2 separate regions of the Arabidopsis thaliana genome follow, and region 1 is linked to region 2. The links are chromatin contacts, called in public capture Hi-C maps. All regions are on one chromosome and are shown on one strand. The core of a region is the stretch at or near the end of the contact, and the rest is flanking DNA. Distances in the headings are between cores, read along the strand shown.

Region 1 (7,090 bases), core at 3,301-5,800, 170 kb after region 2:
TCTTTCAATAATGGTTTGATCAATCAGAGTTTGTAATACCTTGAATAAGTGAGAAGATGTAAATAAAATAATTGGTGATTAAAATAAGATTGTATTTTAGGAACAATCAGGTTTATTCTCTATTTTTGCTAAGAAAAATTTTATTCTGTTATGTTGTTCAGCGCGGGAGTATATTTGAGAATTCATTTCCCAATTGCGAGAATTAGAAAACTTGTAACCGTGAATATTCAAAGATTATTACGATTTTAAAAACTTTTATTGCAAATTTATAGACATGTTTTCTATATACATCTGTCTAGCTTTTCTTTGCAGAATAAAAACGAACTTATATTGCAAAACGCGGTAAGGAAAGCACTCAAAAGAAAACTATGCATCATCCTACAACTTCTTCCTACAGATAAGGAACAAAGAAAGTCTTACAAATATTAGATTTAAACACTCCTCACCGTGCTAGGGAACGGATGCATCCACTGTGGGAGAACGAACGAGGCAAAGTTTGATTCTAAGATGTATGTCATATCTCTCGGGCAATCAACGGAATTCAGAATGCGACCCGCGCTGCTATGTTCCACATCCTTGTGGAGCACAATGTCTCCATTGTGTAAGTTAATAGATAACAAGCATTTGCGACTCCAAAGGTAGACTGTTTTAGCATCAAAAGGGTCTGTTCCCAACGGAATATAATCGAAACCAGTCTTAATAGAATCCAAAGATATTTCGAATACTAGTCGCCATTGCCAGCTCTCTAGCCTCCATACACATAACTTGTCCTCTAAATTACCATCAACTTTTGGTATAGAGAATATGTTCATATACATGAGACATCCTTGAGAAGTTGTGCAAGTTCTTCTGAATTTCGGAACTTTATCTAAATCAGGAAATGGCGTAGCGCGGCATCGATCAGAGCGGCTATCAACAACATAGAAATCGATGGATACAATGAAATCTTGATACTCGGAACCGTGGGCGAGCCAGTAAAGACTTCCGTTCAAGCTAATGGGATTGTTAAACTCTTGAGATATATAGCTGAAAGGAAAAGTGTCACTGTTGAGACTCCACAAGCCTGTCTCAGATGAATATATGAGGAAAGTGAAGTTAGGTTTCAACAGAACAACTTTGTAACCTAAAACGACGCCATTCTCAACTCTTGTAGCTATTCCCAAAATCCAGAAACAATCCAGTTTCTGTGAAGGAAGAATCTCTACGCATTGCCTAGAAACAGGATTAGCTACGTAGAAAGACTGACTTGACACTCGATGAACCAATATCAATCCAACATCCGTGTAAGACACGACTCTAGCTTCATTATAGTTCTCGAATTTGTCGGTAAGGAAGGAAGAGATGTAATAACCGAGAGAATGGTTAAGATTCCAATTGTCAGATCCATAGTGAGACATGATCTCTGTCTCACAACCTCTACACATGAGTGACCATGAAGAATGATGAGAGTTTTGGTGTAGAGATTGGAAAAGGTCGCGGAAACACCGAGACTCAATGATTGATTTCCATACCTTGCAAACCAGTTTTGGAGTGGTGATGATGCTCTTTAGTGGTAATCTCGCAAGTATAATCTCCCATAGATCCTCTGTGAGAAAATCCATATCCTTCTTTTTTTGTCTCTCCATGAATTGGATTAGGTTTTTTTTTTTTGTGCGTGCTCGATTAGGGTTTCACTCGATTTTGTAGGGATGTTAAATAGGGTTTTCCGGCCCAACCCGGCCCTATTTATTTAAAGTCCAATCCTAAGTAAACCCTAACCCTTTTTAAGCCTAAAAAAGTTTAAAATAGGGTTGAGCCCTATTTAAGCCCTTTCTAGATTTAAAGTGCTTTTTTATAGTTAAAAGAGAAAAGTTTTTCCAACAAAAACAATTATAAGTTAACAACACTATTGTTTTATTATCAAATGGAAACACTATAACACCACAACATATAAAACAATTTTTTCTCTCATTTTGCTTAAATATAAAACATTCTTACCCATATTACAAATCCAAAAGAAACTGAGCAATTCTTTCCAATGGCTACAAATCCATACTGCATAACAAAATCGGTTTTTGTGTATATTGGGAACGATACACTCTTTTTTATTTGCTCAAAATGTAATTCCCACATTACACAGTTAACTATTTAAGAGAAAAAGTCAATAAAAGCCCCAATTCTTTAGCTTCGCTAGAGAAAGAAAAAAAGGGTAAATTAAGTGAATAACTATATTTGTTAAAGTTATTAAATAACTTAACACTATAATATGCATAATTCAATGACTAACACATATGGGGTATTTAATTACAACTCACTCCTTCCGGCAATAGAGTGGCTCCGGCGACGGTGGTGGCTACGGCGACGGAGGTGGTTCCGGCGACAGCGGTTGCTCTGGTGACGATGGTAGCTCCGGCGACGATAGTGGCTCTAGTGACGATGGAGGCTCCGGTGACAATGGGAACCCCGACGATGGGGTGGTGACTCCGGTGATGGCACTCGTTCCGGTAAGGGTTGTAGCTCCACCGGCGGTGGTGGTGGTGATGACGGCGGCATCGGCGGTGATGATGACGGCGGCATCGGCGGTGATGATGACGGCGGCGACGGTGGTAGTGGTAGTGATGACGGCGGCGACGGTGATGACGGAGATGATTGTGGTGGTAAGAAACAGGTATAATAGCAAATATTGTAGAAAATATACTGAATATCATCCATTTTTTTATTTTGGTTAGTTAGTAAATTATTAAATTTTTGTTGGTTATTGATACAAATTTTCCAAGAAAAAAAGTTCTATTAACCACAAAAAGCTCCAAATATCGTTGCAAAATCATATTATAGTTTCTACTTGGCATTTTTAATGAAAAAACCCCTCAAGTATCCGCAGATCTCTCCTCTTACTAACTAGTTTTGTATTTTGGTAAACATATTTTTAATGAAACAAAACAAAATACATGATCCAATTATACTTATTTAGAGTTAACTAGGTTGATAGCATATATATGAAAATGTATTTAGATAAATAAAAATCTGTTTGCTATTTTCTTAAATATAGGTATGTGATTTGGAATAGAACACATATAATATAAGCTTATTTTTATTCACACAACTCATGATTCATGAGGCAAAGAATACTTAAGCCGAATGAAGATCAATAATCAATATCTTGAACAAAATCCTCGATGTATTTATGTTGTATGTACATTAAAAAAGGAATAACAAAAAACATAGAATCCATGTAATGAGTTCACAAAATTTACCATACCAAAACCCCAAAAAATGAATAAATCAAAGAATTTCTAACTCTTGATTGTATTGAAGATACTGCCTCTGTGACTTGTGAAGATCATAAGGAGCCCAAAGATAATCAATTGGACAAGGCTTACCATCATCAAGCCTAACCCATGGCTTCCCTTTACCACTCCAATGTATCAAACTAACCGGACCAGGATGCAAAGATCTACAACTACTCACAATGTTGTCTCCACCGAGACCGTGTTGGTTCCATTGATGATCAATAGCTTCAATATCACCACCAAACACTAGAAGAAACGGTGGTAAAGAACCCAATTCGTAGATTCTCTTATCTTCTTTCTGAATCTTCATCCAGTTTTCGATCTTTCTCGTGTAATCTCCTTCTCTCCATCGCTCTAAATCGATAACCATCACTCCTGTGTTGAAATAACAAGGAGTCTTGGAATCGAAGACACTCGAGAGTTTTTGATCGGACCAGAAACTATCTGTGAAGTATTTGGTGAAATTTGCGTGGCAATACTCTGGTGCACCGATTGTTCTTGACCCGGATAAAGAAATCTTCCATAGTTTCTGAATATCATCGACCACAATCACATCCGAATCGAGATAAATCACTCGACTAACACACGAAGAAAGAATCTCGGATAAGTAGCTTCTTGCGTAATTCAAAGGACTATCAAGAGCTTGTCTTATAGAAGAAGAGATTAGATTCTTGACCGTGGTTTCTTCAAAGGTATAGACTTTGAAACTCAAAGAAGGAAAAACAGAGGATAGGGTCTTGGCGAGGGAACCCTGACTTGTACCCGAAGCAATGAAGTGGAAGAAGATGTTTTCAGGGCAAGAAGTGTGTTTGAGGATGGAATGTACTGCAGATACCGTGCCACGCAAGTAAGCTGGATCTAGAGTCATAGCTATATGAACAGCTGATGGATCACAAGCTAACAAGAGTCTGTTTTTGGCTAAAACAGAGCAATCAAGACCGTTTTGATATGCTGGAGCTTCCATTAAATCTGAAGATGCATCGTCGAATGAATCAGGGAATAGTCGAATCGATTCAACGGTGAAGAAAGATGTGGAGATTATTGAGAAGATTATTATTAGTCTAGAGGCTAATCTTGAACCAGACATCATCAAGAGAACTTAATGGCTAAGATCTCAAAGCAGAGCTCTTTTTAAGGTTTGGTGTTTCTAAAGTGTCTAGAAAAAAAGTTTCTGGAATTTATGGACAAGAGAAAGAAAAAGAGAAAGGTCGACGAAGAAGACCAAGACAAAAAAGGAAACGCGGTTTTGTAAAGAAGAGAGTCAATTTACGCTCTTTTAAAACTCGTTTTCTTTTATTGTCACTATCATTGTTTTTTCTTAGATATTTTATTTTATTTCTAGAAACCCATAAAATTACTTTTTTTTTATTATCTCACAGTCAATGTATAACAAACATTGAATTTGAGACACTGCAAAAAAAGTGTATTGGTGAATATTGTTCATTGTATATGGTTGTAAAGATTAAGGATACATTTATGACCAGTTACATATGTACAAGTACAACATGTAGTTAATAATATTGACCGTTATATTAAAACTCTTAATGGCATATCTATTCACAAGATTTATTCGGAAAAAAAGAAGATTTAATCATTCGTTTTTTCATATATCTAGGACCGATCTTGACATTAATGGGGTCATAAATAAATAATTACGGTTTAGAGGCGTGATTATTTATGTAAAATTTGAGTTTTTATAGTTTCGAGAGCAAATGATCTATACATATTAACTCGTTAAATTTAGGGGGCAAGGGAAAGTTTTTAATTTTTAAATGTTTTTTGAGAATTTCGAGTTGGTCAATTTTTGGAGATGAAGATACTAAATAAACGATATATAAGTATAACCTATTTTTGTTTACAGAAATAAATGTTAGGTTTAACTAACTCATCATAGTCAATATTGACATAAAGTTTTATTAAATATTAAGTATGAAAGATTAACTAATAATTTAATTAAATGAATACGCATGTAAATGTAGACATTTCACGCATCGACATAAATGTTACATATAAAAGAAAAAGTATGTTAGGTTGTAGGAATCCAGCAATTTTAGAATATGGGTTGATAATGGTCCAATGAACACATGGTTCCATGTGCATCTCTACATATTACGATATACAATTATATATAACCTATTCACTATTGACTAACGCCCAAAAGATAATGATATATTTAAATGGTCAGCTCACATTCATTGGATACAATGCTACTTCTAATTAAAGAAATTATAGAAAGTGTTTGTGTTTACTCTATAAGCATGTGAGTATTCCTCGTTTGAATGGATTTTATTTGCAGGTTTTCACCCATTTCTATGACTAGAATTTGTTTGTTTCCCTAAGTAGAGTTTATTAATTTTCTCTTGTGATGACAATGGTATACAAATTGTAGCATCATTCCAAACAAATCTAACTCTTGCAAATTTATACAGGACGTCAGGACCCAGTATTTTATGTTATGAGACAGTTGGAATATTCACTTTTTAAAAATTGATCTCTTTGGATTAGCAAATTTTCTGAACTACTATTACTATTTATAGCATATACGAATTCCACATGAACAAATGTTCTCGGCTTCTAATAATATGAATGGAATTTATATATCTATATTTTTCTTCCTTTTCTAAACGATACAAATGAAGAATATAAATAAAATAATTTACAATTATGATAATTTTGTGGACAATAGAAAATAACAACGCACTAAAAGTTTACTTTAACCAGAACTAATCAACACAATTAGCGAGAACTTTATAATATTCATCATTTCATTAATTTGAACACTTGATATGAGAAAGACAATCAAAATTTTAAATTTGGAATATAATTATTCGTTTTTTGGTTTTACAGAAAGCAGCCACTATACTTTCACCTGTTTTTTTTTTTTGATTTTATGTTTAATCATGCAAACCTACTTTCTTAAAAATTGATTTTTTTTTTCTTTCTAAAAAGGTTACATTTTCTTATAATTGTTCATTAAAATTAAATCCACAAATAAGAAACAAAAATATTGTGTTATGTTTGAAGACAGCTGTATGTGCGGCTGTGGGCTGGAAATGTCATTATTCTTTTGTAATGCGTATATATATCTCACACTTTGGAATTATGTTAACCTAATTACAAAACTTCCTAACATTACCAATTCTAGCGGGTTCTTATTTAGAAGCAACTTAATGAAAAGAATCTTACGGTACATCTGTTACGAGTTGCTTTCAATAGTATTACACATAGTATGCAATTTTATACAGTATAATAGAGGCAATTCAGCTCAATTTATATAATTTTCTTATTAATTACTATAAAGGCTATAAATTTATTTCAATATAAATAATTGGTTAACCATTGAAATTCAACTATATCAAACCGACAATCGATTATTAAGATATGAAAATGAATATCTTATGTCGTGCGCTGGAGATTAAGACTTCTATAAGAACGAAAGTTCTTTTTCTTTTCGTGTGCTTTATACATTTGTGACTGAACCTATTAATAATAATAATCATATAAATTTAAGTGTATTTTTCCAAAAAATTAAACAATACAGTAGAGAAATAGAAACATTCATACGTGATTTTGTTTAACTATATAACTAAAATTCTATTTTAGAACTATGATTTTTTTTTTTTTTGTTACAATTTTCTTTTCCTACTCATTAAATTTGGATTTTTTTTCTTCTAATTACCACCATTATGCCATTTGCACGCACTCCCATGACCCATCTATAATGTATAGAGCAATATCCAACGTATGAAGATATGATGCAGTTTGTGAATCCAGATCATGAATTACAATGTTATTTTTGTTAGCAAATTAAATATTGCTAA
Region 2 (7,452 bases), core at 4,025-6,524:
ATTATAGAGGAAAACACGGACTCACAAATAGTATATGCACATAAAAACAAAGATAAATGTGGGTTAAAGAGATATATACTTACTTGGATAAGTTCCATGAGGAAGTGAACATCCTTGGACTAGAGCTCAGCGGAGAGATTCTTCACAGCCTGATGAAGATCCTCCGTCAAAGGATTATAAGCTCTGCCAATTGAGAACTTAGTCTCCCGGATTAGATCGATGTGTTGCTTTGTCGATTCCGCCATTTTTTCTACTTCCTTCTTTTCTTCTCTTTGTGAATGTTGTCATGTTGAACAAAAGAGAGAGTGTGGGAGGAATTTAAATAGAGACGGAGGGAAGATAAGACTTAGAAATTAAGGACTTGAAGGTTAACTTGATTGGCTAACCAAAAGACAAATTAAATCTCTTGTTATATAGTATAAAGTTACTAGAAAATTAAGTTATGCAACTTGGTAAATCTTAAGTTTTAAAGAGAGGAAAATGACTTCGTAAATCTAGAATACGTTGCTTGTTAGAATGTGTGTTCAACGTATAAAGTAAGTAGTGTGAAGGATAGTTTTTTGCATGCATTTTTCCAAGTTTTTGTTATTAATAGAATACGTTGAACACACAATTCACCATAAACACATGATTTCAATCTATCAAGCCTTCTTCCGTCAATTGATCTTTTAAGTTCCAATTAATTACACCAGCATCTATATGACCAATCACAACTTACCCAAAACATAGCTTCTCTAATCCTCTTAGAACATCCAATGAAACTCTACCCATACTCCCTCAGTTTTTATTATTTGATATTTGAAAAGCAATTTTTTGACAATAAATTAAAAGATTTTTTTTTTTTCAATATCTATATGATATTTTCAACTTCAGTGTAAAATTACTAGTATTTTTATTGATTTTGACGATTATTTTATTATTGGTTGACCGTATTCTAAAAAATAATAAATGATATTTTAGAGGAAGGAGTATTTTATATTATGCAGATTCGTAAGCAAAAACTTTAAATATATAACATAAAAACAAAGGGAGTATTTTTCCACTGTTTTCTAAGGAAGAAAAAATTATAGCGCAACAAAATTTTTGAAGACTTCTAAAATAAGTTCTAGGCGGCGAATTGTTATCCACTATACCGTTTTTAAACTGTAAGTTTAATAATTAAGGTTTGAGTTATTTTGGTGTATGTTTTATATATATTAAAAGATGTTAATTAATTTTCATAGTATATGGACTTGGTGAATGCTGATATGGATCTGAATGATCTTGGTCTACATGTGTTACAGCGGCGTGTGGTATGCTCTCATAAAGTGATGATTTCTTTTGTCTTGTTTACTCTGTAAATATTCAGAGTCATACATTTTGCAAAGTGGTTGAGTGTGCATTGTATTACCCACTGGCTGCTGGATCTTCCTGTTAACCTTCATCCAACTAGGTTCTTATCTCGCATTCATTCAGTTGCTTGCTATCTTCTTCATCCATTGAACTTGCTCAACATTCGAATCGCTCACCTCATTAGCCTCGTTTTAGACATCAACGAATCACTTTCTCATGATGTTCCAGCTTACAAAGATTACCGAACGGTTAGAGAGCTCGAGAACGAGTGTATGGCGGTGCGCCTTACAAGTTCTTAGTGGTCGAATTTACTGGGTATATCTCTAGAGTGAGATCTAAAGCTCTTTGTTTTTAAGAATATATTTATTTTTAAATGAACTTTCTACGCTTTGTTTGAATTTATTGTCATAGTTCATAGTTGACATTTTGTTTCTTAGAAGATTGTATTAAAATTTTACTTTATAGAGTTCATTTGCTCCTTTAAATCAATTAAAGAAACCCAATAACTAGAATTTTCATGGGAAGATAATCAACCATGAATCACGTAAATACAAAATTTAGACTATCACCTTTTATAGCCAAATAATCATTCACCAAAATCTGAACATATGATTAACTAACAATGCAAGTGTCTCGCCTAAATAATATAGATATAATCTACATTATTCATCCCAAGGTATTGAGTATCTTTCTATTAGGAAATATCCATATTATTAAATTTGGTTAAGGTAAGTATAAGATATTGTTTTTAGTGTAAGTAAATATTTTTTTTTTATATCTAATATTGCCGCATACTAAGTTTTTGGACAAATATAACACTCAAAATTTTTTTGGACAAAAATAACACTCAAATGAAATATATTTTTTTAAATTAATAATTACAAAATATAATAAATATGGTAATTTAGTGAATTTGGTTTGGCGGGAAAATTTTGAAGGACATTTTGGTGAATTTTTTTATTTTTTATTCAGTATATCCTTCTTGAATTTGGTGATTTTTGTTTCTTTTTAATATGATTTTTTAATTTATTTAAATTTAAATCAGTTTTATTATTTATTCTGATTTTCCAATTAATAAAGAAGTAAAATAAAAAATCATCATCTTCGACTATTCATCGTCCGACCACTAACATTTTAGATTTTTATTCAGTACTTTGTATCTATTCACCATTTTTTTTATTGCAATTGTTATTATAAGATCCCAGTTATCCATTGGAAAGAGAGATAACACTACCATAGAAAGAAATCTTAATTCGAACGAATCTTGCTAAGATTGGAATTTTTGTTTTTGTTTTTGAACCACATAAATATTGCAATTTCTAAGGCATAATATTTAAGAGATCTTTGCTCCAACTCTAAACAAGAATTAGCCGTAAAAACCATACTCATTCCTTTATGCTCTATATAAGAGAAGGTAACCATCTCACATAATCATAACTCAACTAACTTTTTATTGTTCTCAAATTGATGTTTATATGGATCAATCCATACTAATCCAAAATCCATGGATAAAAAGAGTGGAACTTTTGGATATTGGTAGATAGGATTTGATGAGTTTCATGAATTAGATTGAAATAGGTTGGGTTATAATGGATTAGTGGATTATCCATAACCAACCCAATAGAGTGTAAACCATATATAACATAATTAAATATCTAAACCGATTTAGTAAAGCGAAACAAAATATTCTAAATCAAATTTGTACACTCATATGACGGTTGATTTGATGATGGTGATGGTAATTAAACATGAGAACAGTCCTTGATAACATGCTAAATAGAACATGCTTAAATCGAACATGAGAATATGCTTATTGAAGATTATGACACTCGGTTTGATGGTTAATTCGATGTGATGGTGATGATGATTATGATGATGATGGTTATTAATTAAGTATTAATTATTTAAATTGTAATAAGAATATACAATCCATTAATTTAAATGAGTTATGGTCTTACGAATTAATCCAAACTATTTGCTAATTGAGTTGGTTGGTCTCCCTAACTCCATATGAGATATATGAGTTGGTTTGATTTGGTTTAACTAATTTGACACCTCTACTTTCATATGATCTTATATCACAATTATCAATCATTGCTAATAGTTAGGTTATGAGTTCCACCAAATCAATAGGTAAAAAAGTATCTCTTATGATTTTGATTAATACTTTGCTGTAAATATTGATCGGTGTATTAACTAATTTGTATTTGCAACCGTATACATTGCAAGAAATGTTGGAACAATTTGCGAGAAAAGTCTAACAGTTTACACAGCGCAGAAGTAATAAAGTCATTACATGGAAGCAATATTGGTGAAATGCTTAATGATTATGAATAGTGATGTATATAAAAATCCTCCTTTTTTTTTATAAGTCTTTTTCTAAGATTTATCTTTTCATCTCATCCTAACAATTTTGTATTAAAATTCTACTATCATCAGATACTCGAGAAGATGTATTTGGGAAGTTATTGCTGCTCTATTTCGAGGTAAATTCTTGGACTTAATAATACTTCTGGTTATACTCGAGACAATTACCATACTAATTGGTAATTTAATTTTCATATTATTGATTTCAGTGTAATAATATATTTTGGTTGACCTTTGTAATCTAACATTTCAATTTAATATTAATTGTTTGATTTATTTACTCTCCACTTGGATTATATGTGTATCTTAAGTCTTAACGTAAAAATTGTCATTTCATTGATCAATTGTTTTTCTTGCTATGAAGGAGTGTTTACATACAAGTAAAGTAGTTCAATCAATTCGTTAATTTGAATTTTCTCTCTAACTTGAAATTGATGGGTTTTTTTTGGGGAATTTTTATATCAGTTTTAAGTGAAGGTCACTATAATTTCAAAAATCAGAAAATTCAACGCCTTCAATGTTTAACTTTGTTTATAAACTATTTTGTCAAGAAAACAAAATTTTATTTGTTAACAAACATCTTATTTGTCAAACATAAGTTAGATATGTTTTATGTTTTTGGGTTGGACTACCAATGTTTCTTATTTTGTTCTTTTATCTACTCATCAAGTTAATCCAAATTAGTACTATTTTAATTTGATCAAAAAGAAAAATAAAATCCATATTTTCAAAAAGCTCCTTAATATATCATATCGAAAATGAGTTAGAATCAATATGAATATATATTAGATAAATATAAAACATAATTATTCTAACTTAAAATTGATGTAATATTCATAGTTAGATGGAAAATAAATAAAGAAAAATTATTTTAGTTAAATTATAAGAAAAAGTGATAATTGTACTAATGATATATATATATATATATATATAAATGAGAAGGATTGTATAAACTTTATGTCACATATTTAATATTCTATATTCTAATGGTTTATGTTATTTTTTATTCATTATGTATATATACACACTCTGTTTACCAAAATCCTATAATGTTAATGTAGCTAAATGGTTGAGTGTCTCTTATGAATCCAAAAAGTCAGATGTTTGATTCCCCTTGATCACAAATTTTGCTTCTTATTTTCTAATGTCTAGAATGACGTCATTTTGATTTTACGGAGATTCTAACGGAAAGATAATTCCGTGATTGACATATCCTAAATGGCCAAGTCAATGAAAGTATGAAACTTGATTATTTTTTTCAAAAGTCAAACTAAATTTTAGGATTTAAATGTCTTCTTGAAAGTTCATGTTTTTTCATCTCAAATTTAAAAGTTTGGGTTTTTTTCGACATTTTCCAACAAAAAATAATATTTTCTCTTGTTTCTTTATTTGTTTTCAGAAAAATTGGTATGTAGCTAATTTGTCTCTTCAAAATAACATTTTTTAAAAAAGGAAAACAAGGCCTTAGACTTTGGGCCTTTCTTAAGAAAAAGACTTTAGAATGGGCCAATATTGAGACAGTGTACTTAGCTCATAAACCGGGCGTTGTTGACTCCTTGTACATATAACCGTCGTGTTTTAATATACGCCTGAGAACGAGAAAACGACGTCGTATAAATTCAAACCGCCGTCGATCGTCACTACGTATATAAAGGGCTTTTAATTACACGGCGAAGTCTCTCTGTTCTCAAGAAATTAAGAAACTGAGAAAAAAAAAATGGGAGTACAAGGTCTTTGGGAGCTTCTTGCTCCTGTTGGTCGCCGTGTCTCCGTAGAAACCCTAGCCAACAAACGATTAGCCATCGGTAAACAAATCTCCGGCGATCAACTTCAATTGTATTGTATTATTTTTCCGGCTTCTTCTTCATCGTTCGAATTTGCAGATGCGAGTATATGGATGGTACAATTTATCAAAGCGATGCGTGACGAGAAGGGAGATATGGTTCAGAATGCACACTTGATCGGGTTTTTTCGAAGGATTTGTAAGCTTTTGTTTCTAAGGACTAAACCGATCTTCGTCTTTGATGGAGCTACTCCGGCATTGAAACGTCGTACTGTTATTGCTCGCCGTCGTCAACGTGAGAACGCTCAGACTAAAATCCGGAAGACTGCTGAGAAATTGCTGCTTAATAGGGTTTGTTTAGTCTCGATTTGGTGTGGTTGGTTATAATTAGCAAGTTTTTGTGAGGTTTTGAGTTGGTTTTGGGATTTTTGTTGTTGTAGCTTAAGGATATTAGGCTTAAGGAACAAGCTAAAGATATTAAGAATCAGAGATTGAAGCAGGATGATAGTGATAGAGTGAAGAAACGTGTGTCTTCTGATTCTGTGGAAGATAATTTGCGAGTTCCTGTGGAGGAAGATGATGTAGGGGCGAGTTTTTTTCAGGAGGAGAAGCTAGATGAAGTGTAAGCTGTTAAATTTTTGTTGTTTTTTAACCGTGAATTTCAGTTTTGTTGGTGGAATTTGCTTTAATGAGCTTAGTTGTTGTAGATCTCAAGCATCTTTGGTGGGAGAGACTGGTGTTGATGATGTTGTCAAAGAGTCCGTGGTAAGTGAATACTAAAACATTGAATTGCAAAGAAATACATTAGATGGTGTTGTTGGACTGACTTAGGTGAATTGTGTTACTAAGTATCCACTTCATTCCTTTTTTGTTCATTAGTTGGGATTTGTTGGCACAGACCAACTCCAAATAATTTGATGCTAATTGTGCATGTCTGTCATAGTTGATATTCTTTTTGTTCCATTTTATGCCATTAGTCATGCATCTTGCGGTAATGAATCAGAAGCTGGGAAATCTATTTGACGCTGTGTTGTTGTGATGTCTTACCTGTTATTTATTTGCTTTCACATGCCCTTCCTTAGTCATGGTATTTTTATGTTCAATCCTTAATATGTCAATTCTTTTACTGTCATTCTTTCTTCAGTAATTTGTAAATGATTTTTTTTGTTGAGATTTATATAACGACTATGATTTGTTTGTTGGTGATTCGCAGAAGGATGATCCCAAGGGAAAGGGAGTTTTGTTGGATGGGGATGACCTAGATAATCTTGTACAGGATTCCTCAGTACAGGGGAAGGATTATCAGGAAAAGTTGGATGAGATGTAAGAAGAGTAATTGAGATATTGATTGAGGATGTTTATTTGATTGAAGAGTAATTTCGTGTTTTCCTGTCTTGGTGTAATATAGGTTGGCGGCATCCCTTGCAGCTGAAGAAGAACGAAACTTTACTAGCAAAGCATCGACTTCAGCTGCAGCAATCCCGTCAGAGGAGGATGAGGAAGAAGACAGCGACGGAGATGAGGAAATTTTATTGGTAATATGTGGTCTTCGTACTACATCTTTCTCTTGTTTTATTTATTGTTGCTTAAGTTACAGATATTCAGGGGATATAAATTGGTTATGTTGAAGATACTTTAGTTAAGCAATCAACACCACTTGTCAACTTGTCTGCTCCTCTTTCTGCAAAGGGAAAAATTGCTTATTCTGGATGAAATCCTCATTTGCTTAGTAAAGAATCATGATAATGTCTTTGGAATTATGTGTCGTTTTTTCGTCTTTATTAAGGAGTTATCTGATACTTTACCATCCTCATCTGCTAATAAGATTTTGTCTACCTTTCTAGCCAGTAATGGATGGGAATATCGACCCAGCTGTTCTGGCTTCTCTCCCTCCATCCATGCAACTTGATCTCCTTGCTCAGGTAATTAACTATATTTACACCATATCTTTGCAGCATGTTAAATTTCAT

The links. Capture Hi-C pulls out chosen DNA fragments and counts their contacts.
Region 1: a contact with region 2 is called in a capture Hi-C map of seedling, with 2.1 times the contacts expected there. A contact is called at or near these places in 1 of 26 Hi-C or Micro-C datasets (leaf) and 2 of 3 other capture datasets (seedling and shoot).

Annotation. Positions count from the first base shown.
Region 1 is chr3:10,586,135-10,593,224 of TAIR10.1, forward strand. It overlaps GATL10 (galacturonosyltransferase-like 10), which reads right to left and starts at 4,551. Exons shown (of 1, transcript NM_113753.5): 1 at 2,813-4,551. The coding sequence starts at 4,359. The coding sequence ends at 3,262. AT3G28330 (F-box family protein-like protein) reads right to left here and starts at 1,625. Exons shown (of 1, transcript NM_001338950.1): 1 at 432-1,625. The coding sequence starts at 1,625. The coding sequence ends at 432. AT3G28335 reads left to right here and starts at 2,018. Exons shown (of 3, transcript NM_001338951.1): 1 at 2,018-2,050; 2 at 2,310-2,636; 3 at 2,861-2,881. The coding sequence starts at 2,018. The coding sequence ends at 2,881.
Region 2 is chr3:10,418,905-10,426,356 of TAIR10.1, forward strand. UVH3 (5'-3' exonuclease family protein) reads left to right here and starts at 5,275. Exons shown (of 17, transcript NM_001338929.1): 1 at 5,275-5,504; 2 at 5,583-5,833; 3 at 5,923-6,104; 4 at 6,190-6,247; 5 at 6,696-6,805; 6 at 6,891-7,017; 7 at 7,327-7,404. The coding sequence starts at 5,417. AT3G28020 (DNA-binding protein) reads right to left here and starts at 245. Exons shown (of 5, transcript NM_113720.2): 1 at 147-245. The coding sequence starts at 245.